3 separate regions of the Mus musculus genome follow, and all the other regions are linked to region 2. The links are chromatin contacts, called in public Hi-C and promoter capture Hi-C maps. All regions are on one chromosome and are shown on one strand. The core of a region is the stretch at or near the end of the contact, and the rest is flanking DNA. Distances in the headings are between cores, read along the strand shown. Region 1 holds the start of Lcn5 (lipocalin 5). Region 2 holds the start of Paxx (non-homologous end joining factor). Region 3 holds the start of Anapc2 (anaphase promoting complex subunit 2).

The links. A called contact is a pair of places that touch in the nucleus more often than the background predicts. Capture Hi-C pulls out chosen DNA fragments and counts their contacts.
Region 1: a contact with region 2 is called in a promoter capture Hi-C map of pancreatic islet. The contact joins the promoter of Lcn5 here to the promoter of Paxx in region 2. A contact is called at or near these places in 1 of 39 promoter capture datasets (cranial neural crest) and 1 of 9 other capture datasets (pancreatic islet).
Region 3: a contact with region 2 is called in a Hi-C map of natural killer cells, with 4 times the contacts expected there. The contact joins the promoter of Anapc2 here to the promoter of Paxx in region 2. A contact is called at or near these places in 11 of 39 promoter capture datasets (the 3T3-L1 cell line, the C10 cell line, the HPC-7 cell line and 5 more), 5 of 484 Hi-C or Micro-C datasets (CD4 T cells, the G1E-ER4 cell line, group 2 innate lymphoid cells and 2 more), 4 of 115 datasets of contacts at active chromatin or transcription factors (the SCID.adh cell line, effector CD8 T cells, embryonic stem cells and 1 more) and 4 of 9 other capture datasets (adipose tissue, liver, macrophages and 1 more).

The regions. Positions count from the first base shown.
Region 1 is chr2:25,656,596-25,659,504 of GRCm38.p6, forward strand. Lcn5 (lipocalin 5) reads left to right here and starts at 1,357. Exons shown (of 7, transcript NM_007947.3): 1 at 1,357-1,502; 2 at 1,723-1,859. The coding sequence starts at 1,386.
Region 2 is chr2:25,459,598-25,462,486 of GRCm38.p6, forward strand. It overlaps Paxx (non-homologous end joining factor), which reads right to left and starts at 1,497. Exons shown (of 7, transcript NM_153557.1): 1 at 1,190-1,497; 2 at 1,058-1,118; 3 at 848-897; 4 at 570-760; 5 at 412-477; 6 at 178-262; 7 at 1-104. The coding sequence starts at 1,314. The coding sequence ends at 65.
Region 3 is chr2:25,271,129-25,273,828 of GRCm38.p6, forward strand. It overlaps Anapc2 (anaphase promoting complex subunit 2), which reads left to right and starts at 1,338. Exons shown (of 13, transcript NM_175300.4): 1 at 1,338-1,549; 2 at 1,787-2,409; 3 at 2,672-2,700. The coding sequence starts at 1,388. Ssna1 (SS nuclear autoantigen 1) reads right to left here and starts at 1,290. Exons shown (of 3, transcript NM_023464.2): 1 at 1,170-1,290; 2 at 801-1,000; 3 at 1-453. The coding sequence starts at 1,221. The coding sequence ends at 346.

The sequences.
Region 1 (2,909 bases), core at 107-2,606, 200 kb after region 2:
TGAAGGATTTGTTTATTTGATCAAAACACAGGAGGCTTTTTTTTTTTTTTTTTTTTGCACAGAGACTTTCTAAGAGTACAGATCCTTACTGCTGGTCATACAGCGGCCGCACAAAACTCCTGGTGCCAGAAGTTCCAGAGCTTGCTTCATTGGCCTTCAGGGATCACTTCCAAATCACAAATTCTAGCATGAGATTATCAGCATCAAGACAGCTCAGTTCTGAACAGACCCAACATTCTTTTGAGGTTTGCAGGGAGGACTCGAGACTTGGCTGCTCATCTGGGGCTGGCTGAGATGGAGAGGAGCCTGGGCACAGTCCCAGTGGTTGCCTGACTTGATCTGGGCTCCCTCAAAATAGCTGGTTGACTGGTTTCAAGAGCTGGGAACACTGGCTTCTGTCAGGGAGAAAAAGGGTGCATCGGCCCATTAGCTGGGTTACCAGAGAATCCAATGGGCCACCACTTCTGTGTACAGTACATATCCATTTCTACACTTTTATAGCCCTGAATAATTTTTATAGTTCTTAACTGTTCTTCATGCCTTCTCCCTGGCTCCTCTCTCCCTCTCCTTATAATTTGAACACTGGCTGTAGTTGACAATATCCCTCTATCCTTATCTGTGCCCTGAAGGATCAGGGCCTGAGCTATACCTAAGGGTTGATATAACAAGAGGCTGTCTCTTTGCTGTTGAGCCTGCACAGGTGGCTTGGCCCTATATGCTCAGCTCTTCACCTGGAAGCTGGAAATTGTGGTCTCTGTCCATAAAGACAACTTTGTGGGTAAAGATAATGCCGGGGCAGCAGTGCTGGCTTCAGCCCGGGCATGTTGGTTGATCATCTGGTGCCCTTGGCTAACTGCCATGGCTTCTTCAAAGTACTAGAAAGACAGTCACAGGGCTGGAGGGATTATGATGTTCTGGCCCACTCCTTAAGAGTCTCAGTCTGCTGAACACAGAACTGCACAGATTCAACCACGAATGGCTCTAGTGCCCTCAGTCCTGCCCCCGCCATCTCCAGGCCTCTGATGCCTGGATCACCTGCTACAGCTGACAGAGTTGTGCCCCTGTGCCTATGACCAAAGCCTGCCAAGGAGCCTTGGTGGAACCTGCTCTGTCACCCACACATCTGGAAAGAATAGGCTCAATTACTGAGTGGATGGATAGATGCATACATGAGTGGACACCCAGAGGCAAGATCTGTGTCTCCTGGAGGCAGTCCCCTAGGGTCCCACTATCTAGCAGGTGGGTGATCCACTTGACTGGTTTACAGTGTGCTTCCAACCCACCTATGAGAACCTTCTATGCAGATTCCAAGCATCCACAGGGAAGGATATAAAGTCCAGAGGCTCTGAGCCAAAAGCTATGGCTTCTGGTGGGGAGCTGAACCCATGTGCTCAGTTGCTAGGCATATGGAGAGCATCATGCTCTTCACCTTGCTGGGACTGTGTGTGGGGCTGGCAGCTGGCACAGAGGCTGCAGTGGTGAAGGACTTCGACGTAAACAAGGTAGTCACAGTTACGGTGGGCCAGGCTCAGTGCTTTCTATGGGGGTTGGCTCCTGCCCAGAGTCAACTTTCAGTACTCTACCATGTAGAACCCTTTACTACTAGATCTTTCTAGACTGTTGCATCCCTTGGAAAGGAGGGGCAGAGAATGGCCCCCAGGGTCTCAGGTCCTGGATGATGGTACACTTGGGTAGTTCCTTTCTCTACTCCCTATCCCCTAGTTTTTAGGCTTCTGGTATGAAATTGCCCTTGCCTCCAAGATGGGTGCATACGGCTTGGCACACAAGGAGGAGAAGATGGGAGCCATGGTGGTTGAGCTGAAAGAGAACCTTCTGGCTCTGACCACCACCTATTACAAGTGAGTTAAGGCTTTATCTATGGCCATAGAGGGAAGTTGGGGCAGTCTGTACAGTGATCTGGGCTTTCCCCAGAGATACCTCTGTGTACATCTGTGCTGCAGCTTCAGCAATAGAGGGGGATGGGGAGGCAACCGTTTCAGATGAGGCCAGACATCTTTGGCATTGTGGATGTTTCATTGTCTACCAAGTCAGTTTAGGGGCTGGCCTACAACTCTATGGCCTTCCCCCTGTCATCCTGGACTCTGAGTAAAGCGAGTAGCTGACCAGACAGCCTTAAGGTCCAGTTTCCTAGCTCCAGGGTCATGAGATATGTCAGCTTCTGACAGACAGATGTCAAGGTCTGAGAAGGGAGGCAAGGTTGACCCGTGTTATCTCCTCATCTTGGTACGCAATCCATCCCTGCCAAAGTTCACATATATCGATTGGCCAGGAGACACCTTCCGGTTCCACAAGTTGAAGCCAGATTCTTCCGCAAAGACATGGTCTCAGAAGGTCCCTTTAAAGTGTGTACTTTCATCCCAGAGTGGCCCTCGGATGTATGACCTTGCTTCCCTCGGTCATGCATGTCCTTGATCCCCAAGAAGTGTGTCATCATATGTATATTACCATGGTCCTCAGAGTGTGTACCTTTAGATGTGTATCCTGTCATCTTAATGTGTGTCCTACAAGATGAATATGCTTATATCAGAGTATGTCCCTGACTCTCAGAATATGTGTCCTTCAGACCTAAGCATGTCTCTTCACCTCAATATTGTGTTCTTCAGCTGTGTGTGACTCTGTTACTCAGAGACTATGGACATCACATATATGTCTTTGCTCCTCAGCATGCTCCTACATATGTATGTCCCTCTACCACGAAGTGTGTCCCTCAGTAACTCCCCCAACGTGTATCTCTTCACTTTAGGAAGTTTGTCCCTCAGATGTGTGTTTCCATGCTCCTGGATGGCTTATTCATGTCAGTGTGTCCCTCAGTGTCACTGAGTGGGTCTCTTAGGTGTGTTTGCTCCTGTACCTCAGACTGTGTTCTTCAGACACGAGTGTGACACTGT
Region 2 (2,889 bases), core at 247-2,746:
GGGGTCCTAGATCTCCCCTTTCCTTGCAGGCAGGCTCCTGGCCAAGTAACAGGCTTTGCTGTCCTCAGGTCTCATCAAAGTCTACACCAGCAGCTGGTTTCTTACTAGAAGACAAGAGTATGTAAATACATAGAAGAAAAGGAAGGGACCAGGGCAGGGGAGACAGGTGGCAAGTACCTTTTGAAGCCAGGGTTAATGAGAGACTCCCCTGGACACCGTCTCCTGACCCCAGGCCCAGAGCTGCCTCTCTGGTGATCAAGTTCTGCCAGAAAATAGGATCAGGGAAATCTTGAACTCCAAAGAACCCTGGCCAGAACTCTGTCCACATGGAAAGATTCTCCCATGAGACATCTGGAGAGGCAGTTCCAGAGAAAGAGCAGCCCCAGCCCACATGCCAGGCCCACCCCTTACCTGGTAAGAACTGAGTGCCTGCTGGCTGGGTGTTCTTCTTGGGGCTAGTGATGGTCTCTTCTGCAGCTAAGAGAGAGTCGTGGCATCTCACTCAATGCCAGGAGGGTCTGCAAAAGCATGCCCCTGAGGGAAGGTACAGGTGCCCACACATACAGTACCTGCCAGCCGCCTCTCTAGGTTGCATACATGCTCTGCCAGGCTGAGAGTCAAAGCCTGCAGCCTGGGGGCTGCCTCCGGGCTGGGCACCTTGGAGAGGTCAAAGGCCAGGGCAGGGGTATCCCCTGAAAGGGTTATCAATGCTCTGTCTTCTTGCAGGCTTACAGTTACTGCCTGCTGTTGGCAGGCTGCCCTAAGGAGGGAGATGTGTGTTATGGCCAGGATGTGTTAGCACTACCCCAAGCTTCTCATTCACATGGCCTCCCTAACTGGAACTCACCTGAACCGGGAATGGATATCTTCAGCCCCACTTAGGCCAAATCGGGCTTTCTGCTGGGAACAAGGAATTGTCACTAACCCCGCCCAGGACCCTGGACCCACTGGACATTCCAAACTGCCCTACCCTGGAAATGCTATTAGAACCACTGCCACGGGGAGGGGGAGGGTGGCAAGCTACCAGCTGTCTCCTATCCCCAGCACTGTTACTCACGAGCCTCGCCAGGCTGTCAGGCGAGAAGCAGGTGCTCCAGAGCTCGGCGGCGTCCGTCACACTGGGTGGGAGGGGCTGTCAGGCACCGTGCCCGCTATGCTCCCGCACCCCACATCCCTAGACTCCACTCACTAGAGGTTGAAGTCGTCGCGGTCCCCGTCTCCACCACTATCCCGCTCGCAGTAGCACACCAGGCGGGGGGAGCCCGAACCCGGCGGCAGAATACAAAGCGGCAGCGACAACAACGGAGGAGCCATGACAGCAGGGCGGTCTCGCCGCAGGAGCCAAGTTAGATGTGGGCTGAGGGCGCCTGCGCAGAAGTACAAACTCGGTGACTCACAATCTAAGGTGTTCGCTCGGCGGCGGAACTTCTGGTTTCTGGAGGGACGGAAGGACGAGGCGATGGGCGGTACTCAAGGTTGACATTGTTTCCGGGTACCAGGCATTAAGTAAGAGGCTGACTAAAGGGCGGGGTTTAGCACGTGGGGCGGGGCGGGAAGCACTCGGAGGGCGGGGCTTAGCGCATTAGCTACTCAGTGCTATTCTGGGCTCTGTTCTTTGGCCCTTGCATCCAAACAGAGATCTACTATGGTCTCACTCCTTGTGCTCTTCCGCTTTTCTGGGTCCTTCTTAGCAACATATCTGCCGCTCTTCAATGCCGGTCTTCTTTCCTATCTATCCCCCAAGGGCTTGTACTGCAGGGCCTCCAAACTGTTGGTCACTTGTCCCTTCCTGTCACTTTAGATATAAACACATCTCTTTCTAAAGCTGAGTTGTAACAAACCAAAATACAAGAGTAAGTACAGTACATGTGGAAACGTTTGGAGATGCAGTTTTCTCCCGGGCAATACCCTCCCATTGTCTGAGTCACCACCCTCTGTGTGATACCTGTCAGCCCTGAGGACACCTTCACCAACAGGAGGTCTCTGGAACCTGAGATCTAATGGGAGAGATGACTAGTCCGACAGGACAGCACTCACACTGCAGCAAATGCTCATGAGAATCCACACAGGGCCTGCATAGTAGGGGCTGATGCCACCTGCAGAGAATGGAGCCCAGCAAAGGGTGTGCTCAGGAGGAGGCCTGATGGGAACAGAAGTCTTCCCAAGGCTGTGGAAGAGGGCTAGCATGAACCTATGAGAACCATGGTGAGAGTGGTTAGTAACTTGGTGAACTGTGCTAACATTTGAAAAGTGCCATCAGCCAAACATACTCAATTCCCACTTTCCTCTAGTTTTGCTCAACCCTGCTGAGGCTCCGGACTAGAGCCTTTGCGTGCATGGGTTTTTGCCTGTCTCCAGCCGGGTGTACTTACCTGTAGTTCTTTTGAAAGTGTCCTCTTGAGGATCCATGTAGAACATTTCACCTCTGCTCAAGTCTCCATCCCTCTCTCCCATGTCTTACTTTCCCTGCTTTTCACTGTGTACCGTACATCCTGGTTTTAGGAGTTTCTGGCTCAGCCTTGATGTCTGCCTGCATCTCCACCATTGTCTGACCCCCTCCTAGAAGCTGCATCTAAGGTCTTGCTTCTATTCTAGCCACTGGAATATGGCAGAAATGATGTCTGTCATTTCTCCCATCCCTACTGCATTGCTCACCACAGCACAAGGCAACCCAGGAAAACCTTTGATATTAAAGTATGGAGGCCTGCCTGTGCCAGAGCCAGAGCCAGAGCCAGAGCCAGAGCCAGAGCCAGAGCCAGAGCCAGAGCCAGAGCCAGAGCCAGAGCCAGAGTCAGAGCCAGAGCCCCAGAGCCAGAGCCAGAGGCAGAGGCAGAGCCAGAGGCAGAGCCAGAGGCAGAGCCAGAGCCAGAGCCAGAGCCAGAGCCAGAG
Region 3 (2,700 bases), core at 88-2,587, 190 kb before region 2:
GTCTGGCCTGGGGCCCTAGTGGCTGGGGAGACAAAGTGAGGGGCTCCCACAGTACTCAGACCAGGACCAGGACATTCCTGGTAGCCCAAAGGGATTCAGGAGCTTCAGAGAGAGGCCCCTCATGGAGCTGCTCAGGGTCCCCACAGCACATGTGAGTACGGAGCTGGGAACACCTCTTCCATTGGACTGTCCTAGGGCTTTTCTTGTCTAGGCAGGTGGAGGTCAGAAATTGCCCCTCTGGGCACCAGAGATAAAAGACATCTGAGGCCACGAAGAACAAAGATGCTTTAGGACAGACATGTTGAGGACTAAGCAGCCATAGGCCACGGCTGAAACAGGCACTCGTCAGCTGTCCTTGCCTCCACTACTCTTCTGGTCTGAAGCTGTGGCTTTAGTCAGGTTCCCAGCTTCTCTTTTGAGTACACTAAGCAGAGTCTGAGAGCTCTCCAGGATCTGGGGCCAGAGAAATAAAAGGATGTTATTTCTCTGGTAGGAAGGTCCCATTGCCTCAGGCTCTAATAATGGAGGATGGAAATCTCAATTTGGTCATCTGTGCTGTAGCCAACTGGTTATGGAGTAAAACCATCCTCCCTTCTGCACCTGTCCCAGAGCTCTTCCACCCTGCAAAGCCAGGCTGGGTTAATTCAGGCCCACACCGTGTACTCTGTCCAATACACCAATGCTCACTTTTGGAACCCACAGACAGCCCACTGTTCCACCTACAGCCTCTGAACCACAATGGGCCCTACCTAGCCTCAGATGGTAGTAAGGCACTCACAACAGACATCTGAGAGCCCCACCTTGAGGTAGGCGGCCTCGGTTTCTGCGATGGTCCGGTCAAACTCGTTGCGAGAGGCGATCTTGCGCGCCAGGTTCTCGTTGACGCGGGCCAACTTCTCCGTGAGCTGCCTCACCTCATTCTGTAGCCGCTGCTTTTCGTCCTCCTCTTGCTGGATCTGCCGGCACAGCTCCTCTCGCTTCTGACACAACTCCTCGATGCCTAGGGTGGGTGGGAAGACAGAGCTGTGGGTGGGGACTCGTGAGCTTCCGACCCCAACCAGCAATGACAGAGGGGCAGGCCGCAGAGCGGGGCTCGTGAGGCATGTCCACGCAGCCTCCCGAGTGGGTCGGCCGGCCCCGGCCCGCGGCCTTCAGTGCCCGACGCTCACACTTGACCAACTCGTTGTTGTAGTTCTGCAGCGCCGCGCCCTGTTGGGTCATGGTCTGCACCGCGTCCGGAAGCCTCAACCGCCGCCTGCACAGCTAAGTCCGCACCTGCGCACTGCCCACAAAGCGCGCGGGCTGGTGAACGTCACGGCTGCGCCACAGGTCCGCGCTTGCGTCATCACCGTGCGCTCTACTGGGCGGGTCTGTTTTGTGGACAGTGATGGAGGCCGAGGGTGTGGCGGTGGCGGCGGCGGCGGCGGCGGCGGCGGCGGCGGCGACAATTATTGCCTCCGATGACTGCGACTCTAGGCCTGGACAGGAGCTCTTGGTTGCCTGGAATACTGTGAGCACCGGTCTGGTGCCGCCGGCCGCGCTGGGGCTGGTGAGGCCGGGGAAAGGTTGTCGGGCCTGTGCAGATTTCCCGCGACTTTGCATACTTTAGGGGGTCCACCCTTGGGGCCTCACAGCTCCGTGGCCTGCCTGTAGTGGGCTTGCCTCCTTCCTCAGCTACCTGATTTGTTTGGTTCCCTGGCAGCTCTTCGGTTGCTGGGTTTTTCCATGCCCCTCCTCTCCCTTTACCCCTATTCCGCCCCTCTGCTCACGGTTTTCCGTGCTCCAGGCGTCTTCCCGGACCAGCGGTGCAGTCCCACCAAAGGAGGAAGAGCTTCGTGCAGCGGTGGAGGTTCTGAGGGGACACGGTCTGCACTCTGTCCTGGAGGAGTGGTTCGTGGAAGTGCTGCAGAACGACCTTCAAGGCAATATTGCCACGGAGTTCTGGAATGCCATCGCTCTGCGAGAAAACTCTGTCGATGAGCCCCAGTGCCTTGGGCTGCTCCTGGATGCGTTCGGTCTGCTGGAAAGCCGCTTGGATCCCTATCTGCATAGCCTAGAACTCCTAGAGAAATGGACTCGTCTGGGCTTGCTGATGGGCGCTGGAGCTCAGGGGCTTCGGGAGAAAGTTCACACTATGTTGCGGGGAGTCCTGTTTTTTTCCACCCCTAGGACATTCCAGGAGATGGTCCAGCGCCTCTATGGTCGTTTCTTGAGAGTCTATATGCAGAGCAAGAGAAAAGGAGAAGGGGGCACAGACCCGGAACTAGAGGGTGAGCTAGATAGCCGGTATGCCCGCCGCAGGTACTACCGACTTTTGCAGAGTCCTCTGTGCGCAGGATGTGGCAGTGACAAGCAGCAGTGCTGGTGCCGGCAGGCACTGGAGCAGTTCAACCAGCTGAGCCAGGTCCTGTGAGTACTGCTTCCTAACCATGCTGCGGTTTCTCTGCAAGCTTCATTAGTCCTGAATTCAAAAGACCTCTCAATAGAGCTTATAGACTAACTGGCGATGTCTTTTTTGCCCATACTTGTAACCAGGGATTATTGTTCATCACGTTTATACTGTCCTGGACATAGGCATAGGGTGTGTGTGCAGTATCTTTATGGGGAGAGCCCTCCTAGGTAAGGGACAGATGTGTGTTGTGGGTTCTCCATGAGCGGGGATCTTTTCTAGGCATAGGCTCAGTCTGCTGGAGCGGGTTT